Linked DNA regions of Sus scrofa: all the other regions are linked to region 1. Evidence: chromatin contacts called from public HiChIP or PLAC-seq data. All regions are on one chromosome and are shown on one strand. The core of a region is the stretch at or near the end of the contact, and the rest is flanking DNA. Distances in the headings are between cores, read along the strand shown. Region 1 has its middle 200 kb from the start of SETD4. Region 2 overlaps RUNX1 (runt related transcription factor 1). Region 3 overlaps RUNX1 (runt related transcription factor 1). Region 4 overlaps RUNX1 (runt related transcription factor 1). Region 5 has its middle 110 kb from the start of RUNX1. Region 6 has its middle 140 kb from the start of RUNX1. Region 7 overlaps LOC106505851 (a long non-coding RNA gene).

Evidence for each region. HiChIP or PLAC-seq counts read pairs in DNA pulled down with a chosen protein or histone mark.
Region 2: an H3K27ac HiChIP or PLAC-seq map of alveolar macrophages shows a contact between it and region 1, with 14 times the contacts expected there. The contact joins two enhancer-like sites. A contact is called at or near these places in 17 of 47 Hi-C or Micro-C datasets (adipocytes, alveolar macrophages, embryonic fibroblasts and 10 more) and 2 of 2 datasets of contacts at active chromatin or transcription factors (alveolar macrophages and skeletal muscle).
Region 3: a contact with region 1 is called in an H3K27ac HiChIP or PLAC-seq map of alveolar macrophages. The contact joins two enhancer-like sites. A contact is called at or near these places in 1 of 47 Hi-C or Micro-C datasets (embryonic fibroblasts) and 1 of 2 datasets of contacts at active chromatin or transcription factors (alveolar macrophages).
Region 4: a contact with region 1 is called in an H3K27ac HiChIP or PLAC-seq map of alveolar macrophages. The contact joins two enhancer-like sites. A contact is called at or near these places in 2 of 47 Hi-C or Micro-C datasets (embryonic fibroblasts and epiblast stem cells) and 2 of 2 datasets of contacts at active chromatin or transcription factors (alveolar macrophages and skeletal muscle).
Region 5: an H3K27ac HiChIP or PLAC-seq map of alveolar macrophages shows a contact between it and region 1. The contact joins two enhancer-like sites. A contact is called at or near these places in 2 of 47 Hi-C or Micro-C datasets (embryonic fibroblasts and liver) and 2 of 2 datasets of contacts at active chromatin or transcription factors (alveolar macrophages and skeletal muscle).
Region 6: an H3K27ac HiChIP or PLAC-seq map of alveolar macrophages shows a contact between it and region 1. The contact joins two enhancer-like sites. A contact is called at or near these places in 4 of 47 Hi-C or Micro-C datasets (adipocytes, embryonic fibroblasts, mesenchymal stem cells and 1 more) and 2 of 2 datasets of contacts at active chromatin or transcription factors (alveolar macrophages and skeletal muscle).
Region 7: an H3K27ac HiChIP or PLAC-seq map of alveolar macrophages shows a contact between it and region 1. The contact joins two enhancer-like sites. A contact is called at or near these places in 3 of 47 Hi-C or Micro-C datasets (adipocytes, embryonic fibroblasts and fibroblasts) and 1 of 2 datasets of contacts at active chromatin or transcription factors (alveolar macrophages).

Annotation. Positions count from the first base shown.
Region 1 is chr13:199,388,380-199,391,257 of Sscrofa11.1, forward strand. No RefSeq gene overlaps it. Among named protein-coding and RNA genes, the nearest start is that of SETD4, 200 kb to the right of the region's middle. Within about 2 kb of position 1,417, at least 5 of the 83 cell types and tissues checked have an H3K27ac peak or open chromatin away from gene starts, as enhancers often do. A contact at or near this core is called in alveolar macrophages, where this site is marked.
Region 2 is chr13:198,476,779-198,479,656 of Sscrofa11.1, forward strand. All of the region lies in intron 1 of RUNX1 (runt related transcription factor 1), which reads right to left. Among named protein-coding and RNA genes, the nearest start is that of RUNX1, 160 kb to the right of the region's middle. Within about 2 kb of position 1,438, at least 1 of the 83 cell types and tissues checked has an H3K27ac peak or open chromatin away from gene starts, as enhancers often do. A contact at or near this core is called in alveolar macrophages, where this site is marked.
Region 3 is chr13:198,598,017-198,600,894 of Sscrofa11.1, forward strand. All of the region lies in intron 1 of RUNX1 (runt related transcription factor 1), which reads right to left. Among named protein-coding and RNA genes, the nearest start is that of RUNX1, 36 kb to the right of the region's middle. Within about 2 kb of position 1,420, at least 1 of the 83 cell types and tissues checked has an H3K27ac peak or open chromatin away from gene starts, as enhancers often do. A contact at or near this core is called in alveolar macrophages, where this site is marked.
Region 4 is chr13:198,618,121-198,620,998 of Sscrofa11.1, forward strand. All of the region lies in intron 1 of RUNX1 (runt related transcription factor 1), which reads right to left. Among named protein-coding and RNA genes, the nearest start is that of RUNX1, 16 kb to the right of the region's middle. Within about 2 kb of position 1,446, at least 24 of the 83 cell types and tissues checked have an H3K27ac peak or open chromatin away from gene starts, as enhancers often do. A contact at or near this core is called in alveolar macrophages, where this site is marked.
Region 5 is chr13:198,739,079-198,741,956 of Sscrofa11.1, forward strand. No RefSeq gene overlaps it. Among named protein-coding and RNA genes, the nearest start is that of RUNX1, 110 kb to the left of the region's middle. Within about 2 kb of position 1,378, at least 5 of the 83 cell types and tissues checked have an H3K27ac peak or open chromatin away from gene starts, as enhancers often do. A contact at or near this core is called in alveolar macrophages, where this site is marked.
Region 6 is chr13:198,769,642-198,772,519 of Sscrofa11.1, forward strand. No RefSeq gene overlaps it. Among named protein-coding and RNA genes, the nearest start is that of RUNX1, 140 kb to the left of the region's middle. Within about 2 kb of position 1,385, at least 8 of the 83 cell types and tissues checked have an H3K27ac peak or open chromatin away from gene starts, as enhancers often do. A contact at or near this core is called in alveolar macrophages, where this site is marked.
Region 7 is chr13:198,825,792-198,828,669 of Sscrofa11.1, forward strand. The region is part of intron 1 of LOC106505851 (a long non-coding RNA gene); the gene reads left to right. Among named protein-coding and RNA genes, the nearest start is that of RUNX1, 190 kb to the left of the region's middle. Within about 2 kb of position 1,515, at least 2 of the 83 cell types and tissues checked have an H3K27ac peak or open chromatin away from gene starts, as enhancers often do. A contact at or near this core is called in alveolar macrophages, where this site is marked.

The DNA.
Region 1 (2,878 bases), core at 167-2,666:
GGACTGTCCTTGCTCTGCAGATGCTGCCCTGGGCTGATGAGAACCACCTTGCATGAGATCACACCCTTTTCCTGCAAAACCTGAAGTCTAATGACTGGCTGACAAGTCAGGAGCATGGCAGCCTGACCTCCTGCTCCAACTCAGCAGGATTCTGAAAACGATGCCAGCTTCCATGGGATAAGAGCCACATTGTTCAATTTCTCCTCTGGCCCCTGCTGCTTCCTCCCTGGTTGGATCACCAGAGTGCCCCTAACCAACGTCCACCATGCTGATGTGCCCCTCACCGTCTGCTTCAGGAACCCACCCTGATGCCAGAAGTGGTTCCAGAAAGCAAGGCTAATTAATATAATTTCAGAACTGGACCACCCACTGCCCAGCTAGCAGTGAATCTCTATCACGCAGCTCGAGGTTCAAAGCAGCAGAGAACTGGGGCAGGAAATGCATGGCCCGTGCATTTCCACTGGCTGTTTGAGAAATACAAACAGGAAAGAGCCATTCTGAAGAGGTAAGATTGGATGGCTGTTGTCCAGGTCTCTTGATGTTTGGGAGGGTGACAGCAAAAGCCTGAGGATGTTAACCATCAATGAAATGCTAAGTGTGAAAGGCAGAAGTCCTCCTTGCCAGCTCCTAAAGAGACTCAGCCCTCGTATTCAAATTGCAGAGAAAGCTAAGGATCAGGCACAGGACTTATTCATGAAAATAGCAGGGTTCCACGGGATCTCAACCAAACCTGGCAGCTCTGCTTGGACAAAGCTCAGAGCTCCTGGTGGGAAAGAATCATGCCCCCAGTCCCCAAGTGTTTAGGAACAGATAAACTGATGGTTGCCAAGGCTTACACAAATAAGAGCTATCACAGTGAGGAAGCTCAAGGGGGAAGTTTCTAAACTGTCTCCTACCCCAGCCAAGAGAGTAAATCAAAAACGATATCGTATCCTTGGATGGGTTAGAGGGGGAGGTTTGGATTTTGAAGCTTAGAACTACCCTTAAGTACCTACAGGATGCAGAGTGTGGCTGTTATCATATCACCATTGAATTAATCAGTCTGGGCCCTGCAGAACTCACATCGGTCCTGGAGGGTGACAGACTCCTACAGACTTAAACAAGCAGCAGCCACAGCTGGCACTGAAGCTTCCTTACCAGATAGTCTATTTTTTCTTAAACACAGGCTCAGGTACATGGTGTGCAGCCTTTGATCTGGGAACTCTGTCCTTTCATCCCTATCAAAAAGAAGGATCAGAAACAGTTCACATTTGCTCAGAACAGACAACGGTATTCATTTGCAGTGTTGACCCAGGGCTATGCTAACTCTCTTCTCTCTGTCATAATATAGTCTGAGGAGCCCTGGACAAGCTGGGCATTTGCAGGATATCAGGCTGGGGGTGACATCATGTAAATCAGACCTGATGAGCAAGAAGTGTCAAGGATACTCAAAGCCTTCACAAGTCAGACTCATGCCATAAATAAAATGGGAACTAACCATCACAGGCCACATCAGCAAACTTTTTAAAGGTCTAGGGTCTAGGCATTTCAGGATATCTCAGCCAAAGTAAATAACAAATTATTATCTCACCCCTTCTTAAAAAAAAAAAAAGTAAAACTGCAGCACAATAGCCTTTAGGTTTCAGGGACACTAGTTTCACAGTTGGGAATATTGCTCGTATCCATATAACAAGGGATAGAATGGCCATCAAAACAGGGAAATCTCTGCAAAAGTCCTGCCACAGCATAAATGGCCCTATGGCCTAAGCTTCATGGCCCAGCAGACCCTCTGGCATTAGTAGTACTAGTGATGGAAAAGAAACACAGTGTGGAGTTTTTGGCAATCCAAATTGGGAAAATCACAACTCCGAAACTTAAGAGTTCTGGAGCAAACATGTCCACTACATCTAATAACAATATAGCTTTAGAATAAAGAGCACCCCGCATGCTGCTGTCCCCAACCAGGGGACACGAGGTAATCAACCATCCATGATGAGCTGGGTTCCGTCACACCCAGGAAGCCACATACCCAACAGCCATCTATTGTAAGATGAAAGTGGTGCATCCAGATCAGGGCATAAACAAGTTATCCCAGCAGGTACCCCAGATCTCCATGGTATTCACCATTGCTGCATCAGTGCCTCCCCTTAGCTCATACCCATGGCCACATGGGAGGTCCGTTATGACCAGCTGATGGAGCAGGGGAAAGCCCAAGCTTGATTTATCCATGAGTCAGCTGAATACCAAAGGCACAAGCCAAACAAACAGTGGCTGCTGTTCAGCCTCACTTGGAGGGGGCGGCCTTAAAAGATAGTGGTTGGAGGAAACCATCCCAAAGTCAGCACTTTGGATGGCGCGTACTCCATGTTAAAAGGGAACTGGGACTTGGAAATGGCCAGTGTACAGATAACATGAGGTCCTTACACCATGACTGGACTTGGATAGACAGCAACATCTCTGGGTAGTTTATGTCACTGTCTCCAAAATCTAGACAAGCATCAGAACCACCTGTTGAAAAGTTTTAAAGACTGTAAGTCCCTAACCCCCATCTCAAAATTACTGAAATAAATGCCCCAGAGAAGGAGCTCATACGTCTATATTTTATGAAAGATCCTTAAGTGATTCTGCTATTGCTAGTCCTTGAACTGGTATTTGGAAAACATTTGTTTAAGTGATCAGCAATGCCACAAAGAAGAAAAAAAAAATATTAGCAAATACTGCAAACACACAACTAGTCCTATTGTGGTAATCATTTTGCAACATATATGTGTATCAAATCATCGTGTTGTACAGCTTAAACTTAGAGTGTTATATGTCAATTATATCTCATAAAGCTGGGGGGGGAGAAAAATATATAAATTTTTAAAATCAAGCACATGTAAGACTATGCGCTTTAATA
Region 2 (2,878 bases), core at 188-2,687, 910 kb before region 1:
CCAGGTGGTTGGGAGCGGGGGGAGGAAGGGCTTGGGGAAGGGTGGGAGGTAGGGCTAGGGCTCTCCAGGCAGAAGGATCAGCATGAGAAAGGTGTGGAAGAAGTTATGACCAGCCTGTCAGTTCCAGTAAGGTTGGCTCATGGGTTGGGGAGTGGCAGCTTGCAAATGGCATGACGCTGGCAGACATGAACACAGACAGGTCAAAGGCAGCTTACGCAACCTGGAGAAATCTGAACTTGAACGTGAGGGCAATGGGTTCTAGGAGCAACTTGGAATCTGGGAAATACCATAGTGAATACATATTTTAGGAAAATAAATCTGTCAGAGGTGGATAGGTAAATTGGAGGTGGGAGAGAAGGAGCAGGAGAATTACAGCCTGGCCAGGCAAAGACTTTGAGCATTAAGGTGAAACAACAGAGACAGAAAAGGGGGCACTGAGGGGATGGAGGGAGAGGGGTCCCCCATTTCTGGCCCAGGTGCTATAAGTAGCAGTCAAAACCATCAAGACCAGATGGTTTTGGAGGCAGACATCAGGAATCAGCTTGGGGAGTTCAGAACAGAATTATAGGTGCTGGTGGAAAAACAAAAAACACAGAAATGGTGGGATGGGTGTTGGGTAAGCTGAGTTTGGGGTCATTTGTTAGTTTGGCAGCATTAGAAACCCAGCACGCATGCCCTTCCCTCCTCTTACTGTTCTAGGGGGACACGGCCTGCATGCTAATAAGTACATCTCTCTATTTGTGGGGCTCAGTGGCAGGAAGCCACACACTGAAGTCACTGTTCTCCAAAAATCTTATCAGTGATATAGCTGTTTTATTTTGATTTCTGTCTGGTCAGCTTCTTTGCCTAGCTCATGATTGGCTCTGGATCACTGGAGAGCAAGGGTATCTTTTATTGCCCCCCCCCCAAGCCAACGCTATAACTGTCTCATTCTTTTTTGACTCATCTGCACCTGCACACAGACACAGAGCACTGGATTTTGAACACCTTGCCAGTGAGGCTCCCTCCTCTTGAATTCCCTAGACACCACTGCATAAACAGTGTGTATTGTAAGCCCTGGAATCCAGTGAGGTGCAGATTCAGTAGATTTGGGGTGGAGCCTGAGGTCCTGCATTTCCCACAAGCTTTCTAAGATGCCACTGCTGCTGGTCCAAAGAGCCCACTCAGTGTTGGCAAAGCCAACTGCTCAGTATCCAGCAAAAACTATATCTAGCACGTGCTAGACCACATTGCAAATTCAAATCGACATGAAAGCTATCTGGACTTTTCAAACTATTGTGATGGGCTGAATGTTTGTGTCCCTCCCCTCCCCCCCTCCTGCCCAACTCATATGTTGAAGCCCTAAATGCTAATGTGATGGTATTAGGAGCTGGGGCCTGTAGGAGGTCATGGGGTCTAGATGAGTCATGTGGGTGGGGTACTTATGATGGGATGAGTGCCCTTGGACCGAGAGACCGGAGCCTTTCTCTTTTCTCTCTCTTTCTCCTTGTTGCATGAGTACACAGCAAGATGACAGCCAACTACAAGCCAAGAAGAGGGCTCTCACTGGTACCCAACCATGCTGGCATCCTGACCATGGACTTCCAGCTGCCAGAACCACGAGAAATAAATTTCTGTTGTGTAAGCCACTCAGTCTATGGTATTTTCTTAGAGCAGCCCAAGTTGACCAAGACAACCATGACAATAGAAGCTCCCTTTTATCAGTGCGTCTGCCATCAGACCTCAGACTAAGGACCTTACAGGCATTATTCCATTTAACCCTCTAGCAGCAAACAGTCCATAATTACTCCCTTCACTTGATAGATGGAGAAACTGAGATTCAACAATTGGCCCAACCTGAACCCGTGCAGTTTGTCCCTGGCATGCCCAGTCAGAGCCAGCAAGCTAAACCACCTTGCAAGACCGTTCATATCACTATGCTATTATCAAATTTCTCCACTAGTTCTTGACAAGTTGTCTTTAAACGGTGTGACCATTCTTTCTCATTCTAAAGCAGCAGCATCCTCTAGAAGTGTAATGTGAGCTATACATGTAATTTAAAATTTTCTAGTAGCCATATTAAAAAAGGAAAAAAAATGTGTGAAATTAATCATATATTAAAATATATTTTATTTAACTCGGTATATTCAAAATATTTTTATTTCAATATGTAATCAATATAAAATTATTAATGAGATATTTTACTTTCTTTTTCTTTTTTTTTAGTAAGTTTCCAAATTCCTGTGTGTATTTTATATTCACAGTGCATCTCAACTCAGTCTAGCCACGTTTCCAGTCCTCAAATGTCACGCATGGCCAGTGGCTACTGTATTAGACAGTGCAGTTCAAGGGCAACCACTCAAAACACAATTTACTCTGAAGAGCAATTTTGCTACTATTCTGCTTGTGCTCATGTGAGCTCTGTTTTTAACCTACTATTAGTGAAGGCCATTAAGTAATGCATCTTTCTTGAGTCATAGTTTCCCTCCGAGCTGTCCTGAAGCAAAGTTCAGAATTCTATTACAGCATCACTTGATTGACTTGGAGTCATAAGGACACACATACACAATGAAGACAACTAAATTGCAAAGGCCTAAGGACCACTGCCATTGCCACTAATGTACTTTCACAGCCACGGATGAGCCACAAACCCACCTCATACATTGTTCATTTCCACTTAACATTTACCAGCCACTGATGGGGCAGCCTGTACAATATGCTTTGGTTTCTTTGAGCTCTCAAAGAATATTGCCAAAGTGTCTTGACACTTTCTTTTCCAAGACATTTTTTTTTCCCTATGAAATTCATAGAGGCAACATGGATTAGAATAAGAGGTTTTACTTTCATTAGGTCACGATTTTAAAACAGAATTGGAAAGTGGTTGAATGATACGCATTCA
Region 3 (2,878 bases), core at 170-2,669, 790 kb before region 1:
GCTCCTCCCTGACTTCCAAGAGAGGCAGAACATGAATCTCAAAAAGCCAAACCTCAATCAAGGACCCTCAACCTGACCTTGGCTCTCCCGAGTAAACTTCTGTACTATCATCAGCATCATTCTGAGCAGGTGTACACATGAGGTTGGGGTCTGACTTTCCTTCATGTCTCTCAACACATTTTATTATCTATACACAGATTCTGTGGATTTTAATACCATATAGAAGCCAATCAGCTTTGGAGAACAGAAAGTTTTCTTCCCCACCTCTCTGAAGATATTCTCCAGAGAGTTATTTCCAAAGGGGAAGATCACGAAATAGCTCTCGTTTACACATCTGTTCAGCTAATCCCAGTGTGTGCGTGTCCTGAACAAGTAATAAAAGGAGGGTGTACTGTTAACTCAGTTGGGGGAACAGAGTTAAATACAAATGGGAAGTTTGTATTCTTGCAGAACTTCTGAGAGCCTTTAATGTAGCAATGGGTTTTGTGACTCTTCCAGAAGGGGCTTTGTGGGCAGCAGAAATATACCTGCCATAAGCATCTCCAGGACAAATCTTCTGGGGGCTCTTCTTTGGAAAAAGTCTCTTTGGTAATGCCCCCTCACCCTCTTGAGGAGGCATGTGCCCAAGAAAGTAAGGTGACTTGGTCAGACCCGTGAAACTAGTGAGCCACAGAACTAGGATGAGTGCAAAACCAGTCTGAAGGGGCCCCTTGGCAATAAAGATCTCATCCCTGGGCAGATTGTTCACCTTTTCAAAGAGGCCACTTTGAGTAAATGTCTCTGTGTAGACACAGGCTTATCCAACCTGCCTATGTATTTGAACTACAGCAATCTCTCTTGCAATTTCCAGGCTAGGCACTACACCACAGCCATAGCAACACCAGATGGGAGGTGCATCTGCAACCTATGCTTCAGCTTGCAGCCATGCTGGGTCCTTAACCCACTGAGCGAGGTCAGGGATTAAACCCACATCCTCACAGACACTAGTCAGGTTCTTAACCTGCTGAGCCACATGGAAACTCCTGTACCACACCTTTTTTATTGATTCCTCTGTGGATGGTTCAAGCCATCTCTTGAATGGGCACGGAGAAGGCAGTAGGACATTCCGGGATGTGGCTTGATGGTCTGGGATGTCTGTCCCATGCTTGGCATCAGGACACTCAGAAGGTCCCAGGGAGGAGGGCACAGCCAGCAAGACTTGTACAGTAGAGGGAAGAGGAGGGTGACCAAATGGCAGCTGTTGTAAAATTTGCCTGCGTTCTAGAAAGGGGGGTGGCTACCACATCTTCCCCTCCAGCACATGGCGCCTTTATCTAAGGACTCAGATCTTCAGTAACTTCTGTAGTTGGCCTGTGACTGGGGCTATCCCATAAGTGTAGTTCCCATGTTTCACCTTATTTTAATAGAAAACTTGACTCAGGCTCCAAACAACTGACTCATCAGTGCTCTAGAGGAGAGAAGCTGGTTACAGGAAGCAGTGGACATGTAGCAACATTGGCTCCAGATTGGCCATGTCACCTTGGATTGCAGATGGAGAGCAGTGGGAATACAATCAGCTGTACCTAAGGTCTATCCTTGGCAAACTCATCAAATAGAAATCATTTCCAGTCTGTCTAGCATCCCAGTTTTGTCTCCTTCCTACTGAATGGCTCTTTGCAGGCTTCTGAGGCTGTGATGAGGTGGCCAGGCTACTTGAGCGGTTCTGAAGACTGAACAAACTTTGAGGGTACTCTTGTCATCAAATAAACTCACAACAAAGTTAACCTAATACACATGCAATGGTGTCTGTAATTGCTATTGGATTGCATAGTGTGGAGTCAAACAGCTCCTGTGTTGGAGTCTTTATGATGGAGTCTTTCAAAGACCCAAGCTTAACTCTGCTGTGTCATTAAATAGTTCTCCACCTTGAGTTCACCTCTCTGAACCTCAGTTTTGTCATCTATAAAATGGGGACAACACCTAGCCCATGGGGTTCTTATGAGGTGAATGGGAAATGATGCAAGTAAAACAGTCCTCTCGTCCAGGGCTTGGAATACAGAGGGTGCTCAATAGATGCTCCTTTGTTTCCTCCTTCCTGTATGATCCCTGAGCATACATGGTAGGCACTTGACTTTCATCCAGTTAACCCCTGTGGAAAACCCTTTCTTGTACTTGTTATGAGTACTTGTTATGAGCACTGATATTTGCGTTCATATTTGGGCCACCACCATCTGTGTATCTCACTATGGGTTTGAAGAGCAAGTTCTTTCTACCAGGGGGACATGGCCAATCTCAATAAATCAGCCCTAGTCTTTCCAAGCCTAGGAACTAAGGACCAGTGTGGTCATTTCAGACCCCATTTTGGGGGGCCAGGAGGCTCCAGGCATAAAGGGGCCAAGACAGGAGGCCCCCTAATAGTCCTCCAGACACCCAGGCATCCTGGTCTCTTTCTTGTCCTCCCACAGAGGGAATGGATCTAAGTGAGCTGCCTGAGGGCCTGTAATATCAGAATCTCTGGGCCTTAAACCAGATAGATATTCTCTGCGTGTGTCTGCGGGCTGATGCAAGATGCCCATGACCTTGGGATGGAATGGGAGGCTGTGTAGCTCAGAAAGGGATGAGTGATGGTGAGACAGCAGGTGATGGGATGGCTGAAGGGTGTGAGTGGAGGAGGGGTGAGGGGTGCAAGGAGTGGATGGTGGGGGCCTCCCTCAGAGCTAAGCCGGGCTCACCTGTGCTGTGGGAGGCATGAAGAAGGCAGGGCCCGTGCCAGCCTTCATTTCCCTGTACCCAGACCTTCCCTACAGCTAAGAATGAGAAACACCTCTGGTAGGGGTCAAGCCCTTCATTCCACAGGAAAATCAGAGACCCCAGCACAGGTGGACTTAATCTCAAAATG
Region 4 (2,878 bases), core at 196-2,695, 770 kb before region 1:
ACTCATCAGCCATTTACTACCAGCAGCAAGATGAGCCAGTCCTCAAGGGTGCATTAGATGCTCATGCTCGACCACAGGAAGGATGGGATTGGGGTTCACATTTTGGATTTGGTTTACCATACTGTGTAAACAGGAAATGGGAAAATCAAGCAGAATGGAGTCTAAGGGAAAAAGGCAAGCCAAATAGAAAGGAAAGGTTCTATGATGGGTAGAAGCCACCTGAGGGTTCTGTGCCAGGCCCCCCTCAGGCTAGTACGCAAGGTGGTGTCATCACAGTCACACTGCACAGATGCGAAAGGGATGCCAGAGAGGGGAGGTCTTCTCCCCAAGGTGACTCTGCAGGAGCAGAGCTGGCCTTTGCGCAGGGGCTCTGCCCTGGTCACAGGAGGCGAGTGGGTAAGGCAGAGAGCATCCGCTCCCCCTGGGCTCTGCTGTACAAGCTGTGTGGTCCAGAGGCAGGCTGGCTTGCTTTCTTTCTTTCTTTCTTTCTTTCTTTCTTTCTTTCTTTCTTTCTTTCTTTCTTTCTTTCTTTCTTTCTTTCAAGGGCTGCACCTGCAGCATATGGATGTTCCCAGGCTAGGGGTCAAATTGGAGCTGCAGCTGCTGGCCTACACCACAGCCACAGCAATGCCAGATCTGAGCCGCATCTGTGACCTATGCCGATGCAGCTCAAGGCAACATCAGATCCTTAACCCACTGAGCAAGGCCAGGGGTCGAACCCATGTCCTGGACACTAGTCAGGTTCGTTACTGCTGAGCCACAAGGGGGAACTCCCCTGGTGGCCTTCTTAACTCATCTTTGCTTCATGCTCCTTTTAAAATTTTAATTAAATGAGGCTTCCGGGGTGTACTTTTCTCACAAAGCTTTTGATGAAAAGAAATGATGGCAGGGACATGCCTCTGGGAGAACGTTAGATGTTTTCAGTATTTACAAACGTCAACATAACTTTAATTACCGAACTGACACGAAGACCAGACCTTTCCTTCTACGAGCCTGGGACAGAGGCACTGTGCCCCCACTGTGCGCTCCCTGTCACTTGCCCTGGATGTTTCCAGAACCCATCACAGGGCCTAGGCCACAGGAGTTTTCCAGGCTCATGTGAGGCCACAGGGGTCAAAGTCCCTGTCTGATTTCGACTCCTTCAGGCTCTGCGGTCTTTATAGAAAAGCAGCTGAGAGAGGAGGCTGTTTTGAAACTCCAGCTGCTTCTGTGGAAATGACCAGTTGGATTCTACACTGACCCGGTGGGGGTGAAATCAGAGCACAAAATGGCAAAAAGCCCTGGCCTCAGGGGAAGCCCACTGTGGGCGTGTCAGCATGGGCCTGGGGCCAGGCCTCCCCAGAAAGAACCAAATAAAGCCTGAGTAAAGTTCAAGTGGAGCTGGGGTCCAGGGAGGAGAAGGAAGCCCGGGGTGGGGGCACTGTAGAAGGAAGAGAGAGATTGGAGAGATAGAGCCTGCAGAAGTGGGGCTAGGGTGGCCAGGCCCTGGGTGTATGCAGACGGCACTCACTAAGCATAAGAAGGGCATTTTCTGAGTCATAAGAGTTTCCCCAGCTATCATCTTCAGTTTACACTACAGAGTTTTTATTTCCCTGTCAGATGCACACAAGGAAAGCAAGTCTTTTGAGCTAACACAGAATCCCCTTTCCAAAGGAGCTTTATTAGTTTATTATTACTTTTTATTGCGAAGAATAATTAGCACGAGCGCCTTTTAATTTGTTCCCATTAAGATGTTTGCATAACAACAATTAGAGGCTGGCGGGGCTCCCTGCTTCTAGGCAAACAGGGGACTCTCCCTGGCTGGGAGCTGGCTTCCAGGGGGGGAAATGTAATTAATTACTGCGTCCTTTGCCACGTGGAGCCCAGGGAGAAAGGGAAGGAACTTTCTGCGCCTCTGTGGTAACTCACTGTAGACTAATCAGATGAAAAATGCCTTTTATACAAATAAGGTTAAAGAGGAAAAAAAGAAAACCTCAAACCCACCTACTTGAGAAAAGGATTTATAATGATGTCAGAAGGCTGGTGACGGGGACTTTCGAAATTACAGATGTTTCTGCAGAAGGATCGAGAGAATTATCCTCAAAGGTCCACCAGTGAGTGGGTCTCTGGCTTCGCAACTGGGACCTGTGGTGTGGGAGGGTCCAGGTTACAGTGGGGAGAGGGGGTTGTGTGTGTGTGGGGGGTATGTGGCCACTTTTGTTGTCACAGCTGAATCAGCTGCTTCTGGGTAGAATTTTTATCCCAGCCACAGGAGTACCTGGATGTGAGGGTTTGCTGGGAGCTCCACTGAAAACCCTGGCCAGGGTCGAGGTGCTGACAGGCTGGCTCCCAGGAGCTTGCTGGCTTCCTAAAGGATGGACTTGGGTATGAGGTCCCTAATTTGGGGGTGGGTCCTTCTCTGGGTTTTCTGTACTTGGATCCCAGGACATGGACTGGGATGGGGCAAGAGAGGCACCCAGGACATAGAATTTAAGTTGGTGCTGTCTCTCCAAGTTATGCAAGTTCAGGGTCAGCCTTATATGACCCCAAGAGTGAGCACTTCTTTAAGGTTTCTTAAGGAAGCACATTGCTGAATCAAACCAGTCTTATCTCAGATGGACAAATTTGATGAGTTGGCTGGAAAGAAAGACTTAGGCATGGTCTCCCCAAACTCCCACCTCCCAGCCAGCATCTCATCATCATCTTGGGAACAGGTGATTTTGATGTTCATTTCAGTTTGAGCTCTGCTGGCTTGGAGAACATCTTTTGTAGACAATCCTGGAACCACCAGAATGTCTCCCTTGGGGGCAGCTCTGATGGGTAGGGGCTATGAGCATGAAATTAGTGAGCCGGGGAGGCATCAATACCAACAGTGGGGACCTAAAGCCACCGGAAGCCT
Region 5 (2,878 bases), core at 128-2,627, 650 kb before region 1:
GCTCCCAAATCCTAAGGGCCTGCACTGAAATTCACCCGCAGGAGCCTGCTAAAGTCTCTACACAGCATCCCTTCAGGCCCCATTGAATTAGCTGACTCACAGGTTCTGAGTGGCATGGCAGCCTGGTCCTTCTCTTGTTTTGTACCCCACTCAAAACCAGCACATTTCAAGTCACCTAGTAAAGAGGCTGGAGCAGTGTGCCCAAATCAGGAATATGTTGCCTCCAGAATCCAAAGGCAAGGTGACTCCCTTTTGGTTGTCAGATGGGGCCAAATACAACAACTTATCCTTCATCTCAGAAGGGATATCTCAACATGACTCACCCCACCAGATGCCTAGAAATTTCACTGAGGTAGGAGCAGGAGAGACAGGTATGCAAAAGCCTCTGGGAAACAGATTACGGAGCAGAGGACTCTGGTACCAGAGAAGGTGGCTTTATGTGTGAAGGTACACTTAAATCCAGTCTGTGACAATGAGAATGGTTTGCAAAGTAGAGAAGGGACAAAGGAGAAGGGTTAAGACAGGGGTTCCTGGGAGTTCCCTTTGTGGCTCAGTGGTTAATGAACCTGACTAGGATCCACGAGGATTTGGGGTTTGATCCCTGGCCTCACTCAGTGGGTTAAGGATCCAGTGCTGCCATGAGCTGTGGTGTATGTCACAGATGCGGCTTGGATCCCATGTTGCTGTGGCTGTGGCTGTGACTGTGGCCAGCATCTGTGGCTCTGATTTGACCCCTAGGCTGGGAACTTCCATATGCCATGAGTGTGGTCCTAAAAAGCAAAAAAAAAAAAAAAAAAAAAAAGAGAGAGAGAGAGGAGAGAGGGGTTCCTGGTGGAGTTATTACAATCAGAGGCAGCAAAAAAGTAAAGGAACGTGGGTGTTAGGGACCGTAATTTGTGCCTGTAGGCCTGGAACATAATTTTTCTGGGTGGGATAATGGGAGAAGGTGCTGCTAGAAAAGAGTCATGGAGACTGGACTGTGGATTTCTCAATAGGTGGTTGAAAGCTGTTAGCAAGTTTTCAGTAGGGGAATAGCGGCATGAGATGCAAGCATTAGAAATGATTTTTGTAATCATACATTGAAGGAAGACAACAGTGTCCCAAAGATCCCGCGAGCCATCTGAGTTTGAAGAAAAAGAGAAAAGAGAGAGTCAAAGTTACCTTTCAAATACCTTGCTCAGGTGAGAGGTTTGGTGGTGAAATCCTTCACTGGGGAAAGGTCAAGCTTGGGGCAGCAAGTAAAGATCTGGAGCTCATGAGAGCCATTGAGTCTGGGAAAATAAATGTATGAGTCATGCACATGGAAGGGATAGTTAAAGCCCTGGGAACAAATGAGCCTTCCTAGGAGGGTGTCTAGACTTGAGATGTGAAGAGCTTTGAGGACAAAACCCCGGGGAGCACTAACGTGTAAGACGGAGCCAAGAAAGATGAGTCAGGGAAGCAAAGAAAAGAGGAGCCTTTGGAGAATCAAGAAGTACCATATGAGGCAAACTCAGGGCTGGGGGTGGGTGGAGAGAAATTTCAGGAAGGATTTCAAAAGTAGCTGCAGAGGCTGAGGTCGCAGATGAATGTCCTGGAGGTGGGGTCACATTATCCACATGAGGATGACATGAGGATGACATCTGGGTTTTGGGGGGACACGCTCTCTTAGTCTGCCAGGACTCAGAATATGCAGACTGGGAGGTGGGGCTAGAGCAACAGAAATTTACTTCCTCATCATTCTGGAGGCAGAGGTCCAAGATCAAGGTGCCATCAGGTCTGGTCTCTCCTGAGGCCTCTCTCCTTGGCACGAAGACGGCCGCCTCCTGGTCATGAAGTCATGTGGCCTTTTCTTCACGCGTGTACACTCTCGGTGCCTCTTCCTCTTCTTATAAAGACATCAGTCCTATTGGACTAGGCTCTCACTCTGATAACTCCACTTAATCTTAATTACCCCCTTAAGTGTCTTACCTCTTCATATAGACACACTGGGGGCTGAGTCTTCAGTCCATGGATGAGAAGACACGTCGCTGACTTCTGGAAGCTTACAGACCCATGGAAAGATGGCATCTGTGATGTCTCCATAGTGAATTGGCCATGTGAGGATTCCCTCCAGTAGCAAAGTTTATTCCTGGCTGTTTTATGGTATCGACAGCTGCTGCTCTTTGAGGCTGCGGCATGGTCAAGCCAGAGAGGGGACTTGTGCTCAGGGTACCATGAATACAAATCAACAGGGCTGAGCATGGACCAAACCACAGACTTAGCCTCATAGCACTGGCTCTTGGCCACCTAAGAAACTGTCTTCTCCAGATGCTTTTCTCATTAGGAACTACCTTGAGTCACGATCCCTGCTGACTCAGCAGCTATGGAATTGGTGCTGGACAGCAGAGAAGGGTCATTTCACACCATGATCAGACACCCAAGGACATGCCTGAGGATGGGGCACTCTCTTCCTAGGCTAGGTCTTCTTTGAAATCCCAAACCTCTGCTCCTGCTCTTATCCCTTCCTGAGCCATTCCTCTTCCCTACACTCACACTTGCGGCCCACCAGCCAGTGTTCCCTTTGGAGTGAAAATTATATTGCATTACTTCCCTACTTAAAACCCTCCAGTAGATTTCCATTACATTTATTCTAAAACCCAGAGTCATTGCCAAGATCTATTCTTGCCATAACCTATGTGAGCAATTTGATTTTGTGTACACACACACACACACACACACACTCAGCTCTCCCCATGCTGGGCAATGTCCAGAGATATTTGGGGTAGTCACAACTTACGGAGGTGCTAATGGCATCTGTAGGTAAAGACCAGGGATGCGTTAGACATTCTACTATTTACAGGACTCTGACCTCCCTCCCTCCACCATGACTTTGACCTCTCCAGCCCCAAAGGTCGAG
Region 6 (2,878 bases), core at 135-2,634, 620 kb before region 1:
CTTTCTTGCAAGGCTGGCCCTTGGCTGACATCTGGAAACTTGGAGTTTGGTAGTGTTTTCATCATTCTCTAACTGATAAGGATAGTTTATTTACTGTGCCTAAACTACTTGTACACACCATGTGATTTATGCTTTCCTTTTGGGAATCTAGCATTTTCGTATGTGTGGGGGAGAGACTATCTACAGTAAAAATCCTGGGTGCTGAGTCCCTAATGAGCTTCCTTGGTGGACAACTTTTCACGTCTGTTATCCCAATTTGATGCTGGAGAAATTAAGCCTGTCGTATGTGATTCCAATGAGAGAGGACTCTTAGAAGGTTGTGCCTGCTTTCCTCTTGACTTTACTTCATGTGCCTTTTCTCTTTGCTAATTTTTCTTGGTATTTTTTTTTCTCACTGTAATAAATTGTAGCCATGAGTATGTCTATCTGCTGAGTCTTATGAGTCTTTCTGGTGAAACATTGTACCTAGGGATGGTTTTGGGGATTCCTGATACAACATGTATTCTTATTTTATGGAATTCATATCATATACTTGGAGAAAGAAGATAGAATGGGCAAAAAAGTTGGGTTAAATGCTAAAGGCATAAAGAAATAAGAGAGGGATGCACGACATATGGGCTTAAGAGAAAGATCACCAGGTGCTGAAACCTCAGGCAGGTTTCATTCAACTGCCTTAACTCTTTTTTTTTGGTATTTTTATGACTTTCTGTTTATACCCATTCTTTACAGGTAACCCCAAGAATTTAAGCACTTTCAAATACATTCCTGAATATCAGAGTTCCCTGTTGGCTCATCATATTAAGGATCCAGCATTGCCACTGCCGTAGCTTGGGTTTGATCCCTGGTCTGGGAACTTCCAAAAGCAATGGGCATGGCCTAAATAAAATAATAAATCAATTCCTGGTAATGACTTAATTCTCTGTCTTCCTAAATTTTTTTCTGTACTTAGCACTGTAGCAATTCACAAAAATACACATTAATTGTCTTTAAATTTCTCAAGATTATTTCATCATTCAATAAATATTTATTGAGCACAGATGTTTTATCATTCCCCAGGTACTATGGTAGTCACTGCTGATTCAAAGATAACTAAAATAAAGCCCTCTCTTGTCCTCAAGGGACTCACTCAAAGGAAGAAAGATGCCAAAGGAAAAGCAGGCAAAAGGACCTTGGTCAGATCACAGTTATGCAATTGCATGTAAGTCTCAGGAGTTTTCTGGCCATCTGAAGCATCATATGCTCTGCCACAGCCATGCTCCCAACAGGTGATCATAGAAAACTGTTAGGTGAGTCAGCACAGGGAAAATGCTGGGGATTCCTGAAATAGCACTGAGTCATGAATCACTGATACCCTGGCTCAGTCCACGAAGCAACTGGAAATGAATAAGCAAAGAAAGTGAACTAATGGTTAGAGGATGGAAATACCCTAAGGGACATTTGTTGAGTCAGTAAAAGAACGTGGAAAAGTTCTACAATCATAGATTCAGATGGAATGAAATAAGAGAAAAAGAGTGTTTTCCAACAGCTTGATCCCCAATTGGAAATTTCTGGCAAATTCCATTCCTCTGGGTTCTTTGGGGAATTGAAGAAAAGAGGGAGAGAGAGGAATAAAATATTGTTCTGATCACAGCAGATTCTAGATTTACATGGTATGAAAATACATAGTACACAGCCAGTGTTTGATGCATGATTTGGGGTTGAGTTGTGAAAGGTAAATTGTAACATAAAGGAAATGAGAACTTCTACATAAGAAAACAACCCTGAGAAACTGCTGGGAGGAAAAATGGGCCTTGGAGGTTGTAAATTAACAAAATAAACATGGATCTTTTTAAACTCTAAATGGGAATTCATATGCACACTTTCTTTCAAAATATTGAGCCTTGGCAAGGTTGAGAGAAAGATCAAAGGGACACTAGACGTTGATAAGTACTGTTTAGTGGAACCTCCCACTAAATTTGGAACTTCACAAATTTTGTGTAAGATAGTTTCTGAAAAATATAACCAGATTTTCCATTGATTCCCAGTGCAAAATCAAAACCAAGGATGTGTGTTTTTTTTTTTTTTAGAAAACCAAAATCTTTCATTTATGTGAAAACCCTATTTAGAAACACAGCAAACCTTTAAAAACACACTTGGAGGGAAAAAAATATTTCTAACAGAACACCATTTTTCAAAATCATTACCATAATGGTAGCATGTTAAGTTAAAAAAATGTTGATTTGGCTTAAATATGTTTATATATTTCAGTTAAATGACGTCAGCCTTGAATACTGACAAGTCCTTTTGGGAAACTCACATTGTCTTCATATTCAGCATAGGAGTTTTTCATTTGTCCTGCTTTCTTCATTTATGAGTCTATTTCTATATATTTCCCTTTAGTATCTGTACCTGTTTAGCAGCCCTGACATAGAGACAAGGTTGAACTTTAATATGGCCACAAAGCTGATAACCATTGGTTGGGCACTGGAATTCCCATTCAAGCTTCATGCTAAGCTGGAGCATCTTACTCTGTTTAATTTTCTCTGCACGATCCACGGGGGTTTATCTCATCCTCATTTTATGGGTAAGGGAAGTAAAGGTTGAAATGTCCACTTGTGCCTCACTTATGGAGAAGGCTCCTTAGCTCTAGACATGAGCTGGATTCTAAGATGGCCCTGCCACCAGGAAAGGGTGCTTCACACTGGGCCCATCCCAATGGTGTCTGCCAGGCCAGCCTAGGATGTTTCACTGCTGGGCCATTGCCTAGAACTGTTCATTCTCAGTGTTTGGAAGGCCACTGAGGGACTCATCCAGCCACACCAAATGCATGACGTCCTAGGATGTTACTGCCTTTCGGAAAGCGGAAGCAGCCTGGCAACCTGGCCAGGATGTGAGTATA
Region 7 (2,878 bases), core at 265-2,764, 560 kb before region 1:
ATAGTATTCTCATTTTTTTTTTTTTTGGATTTCTGTAGTATCTGTTGTGATTTCTCCTTTTTCTTTTTTTTTCTTTTTTTTTTTGCTTTTTAGGCCCATACTTACAGCATATGGGGGTTCCTAGGCTAGGGATCTAATTGGAGCTATAGCTTCCAGCCTACACCACAGCCACAGTAATGTCAGATCTGAGCTGTGTCTGTGACCTACACCACAGGTCATGGCAATGCTGGATTCTTAACCCACTGAGTGAGGTCAGGGATTGAACCCACAACTCATGGTTCCTAGTCAGATTCATTTCCACTATGCCACAACAGGAACTCTAATTTCTCCTTTTTCATTTCTTATTTTGTTTATTTGGGTTTTTTCTCTCCTCTTCTTTGTGAGTCTGACCAGAGGTTTCTCAATTTTGTTTACCTTTTCAAAGAACCAGCTCTTGGTTTTATTGATTTTTTTCTGTTTGTTAAATCTCTATTTTATTGATTTCCTCTCTGATGTTTATGATTTCCTTCCTTCTGCTGACTTTAGGTTTTGTTTGATCTTTTTTTTTTCTAATTCATTTAGGTGACGGGTTAAGTTGTTGATTTAAGATTTTTCTTCTCTTTTGAGGGAAGCCTGTATTGCTATGAATTTCCCTCTGAGCACTGCTTTTTCAGCATCCCGTAGATTTTGAGTGGTTGTGTCTTCATTATCATTTGTCTCAAGGTATTTTTTAATTTCCTTCTTGATTTCCTTATTGACCAATTGGTTTTTTAGTAGCATGTTTTTCAGTCTCCATGTAGTAAGTATTTTTTATCATTTCTTTTCCTGTGGTTGATTTCTACTTTCATGCCATTGCAGTCAGAGAAGATACTTGAAATAATTTCTATAATTTTAAATTTGTTGAGGTTGGTTTTGTGCCCCAGTATGTGGTCAATCCTTGAGAATGTTCCATGTGCACTTGAAAATAATGTATGTTCTGATATTTTTGGACATAATTTCCTGAAAATGTAAATTAAGTCTAATTTTCTATTGTGTAATTTGGGATCTATATTGATTTTTTAGGTCTTATGTCTGGTCTTTACCTATATAACCCTACTTTGTGATGATATACATAACTTGAATAGTGAATTTGGGGAATAAAAATTTTATGTTAGAATGAGATTTTATTCAATTGCTGATTGTGACAAATTTGCGTTTAATATTTATGAACAAAATAGAGAATGAAGCTTGACTTATTCAGTATTCATTCCCTCCCACTAGCTCTTAACACTTTGGTTTATTTGATATAAATGTGATAATCATCCAAGACTTCTAAAGTTGTCCTAAAAGTGTCTTACTACTGTTGCCAAATTCACAGTGGATTGGACAGATTAAGTTCTCATATTAAGTCATGTACCATAGGCAAATCAAACATATTTAACAAATTTGACCCAGCTGTGAGACTTATAACAAAGAAGAAGACACCTACTCTCCACTAAATTGAGGTCTCAGCTGTCTTATGAAGAACTGGAGCCATCACTAGGAAGTGGATGAACCTGTTGGGTAATATAATTATGCTGAGAAATATGAGCTCAGCGTCAATCATGCCAAAACAAAAAGCCATTGTGTTGAGTTAACAATTTTCAGCCTTGAATGGAAACTGAAACTAAGTAAGCTTAATCAATCACTCAAATCTTTCAGTTACAGAAGTTTATTATTTATAGCTGATTTCTTTTCAAAGGAGTGTTCAGCCTCATATTGGTCACTTTTATGGTTGAGATAGCCACTTGAAAGATTTTACCATTAAAACATTTCTGATCAAATTAATTTTTCCCATATTTTATGAGGTGGAGGTCCCAGCTATGCAATGTAAAAGAAAGTTGGTCAAGGTTTTGGTCTGTCTGCACCTCCACATCCTAACTTTTTGTAAAGTACCACTATGATCCACTTCTAAATAAAGGGATAGATACACATTCTAAGATGCAAATCAGGCTTCCATCAAAGCATGTTCCCTGTACTCTGCACTTGTGGATCATCCTAAGCAGTGGATCCCAAATTTGCTGCTCCTCTGAGAGCCTTTATAGATATCAAAGGCCATCTTTTGCTGCAGGCCAGCTGACTGACTCTTGGGGATGGGAAAAGGGGACAGGTGACCCTCCAGTTGATTTTGATGCATGAGAGAGTTATCTGGACACAAAGCATATGGAGCACCTTTTCAACCCATGTCATGCCCAAGGCTTCAACCATGATTTGACTATGATCCATGACTTCCAAAACTCTACTTTAGATTTTTAACATTTAAGGACTGTGCAATAATGATGACCAATTAGCTGTGGTGGATGAAAGCCATCATTTACAACCACTGAACTGGGTGTTAGGTACTTTCTTATTTCATCCTAGTGACAGCCCAATGAGAAAGTTTTATTTATTTCTAAGAATTAAGAATCTGGGGTTCAGCAAAAACACTTGCACAAGGCCATACAGACAGTAAGTAACAGAACAGTAAGATGCAAGTGTGTGTGTATCACATTCCAAATACAGGTCAGTAGGACAGCCATAAAGGTAACCCAATCCTGGTTCCTTGGAGGAAGGGAATCTAAGCTGTAACTTGGAGAATAAAATGGGGCCTGATTAGGGAGGCCAGAATGGGGTGCTGGAGGGTGGGGAGAGCTTCTAGAAAGGGGGCAAAATAGGAGAGAAAGAGTTTTCTAGGCTAGAGCAGAGGATGGGCGATGGGTAGCATATGCAAAGGTCTGAAGATAAAACATAACATTCTGGTGATCCAGATGAGGAATAACCTGAGATGTCCTCAACTGGCTCAAGTAGATATGGCACAGTGTCAAGATTATCACATTAGGGATTCTATGGAAAAAAAGAACACTTTGAGTTTATACAGTCTGAACTCATATGAGTTCAATAA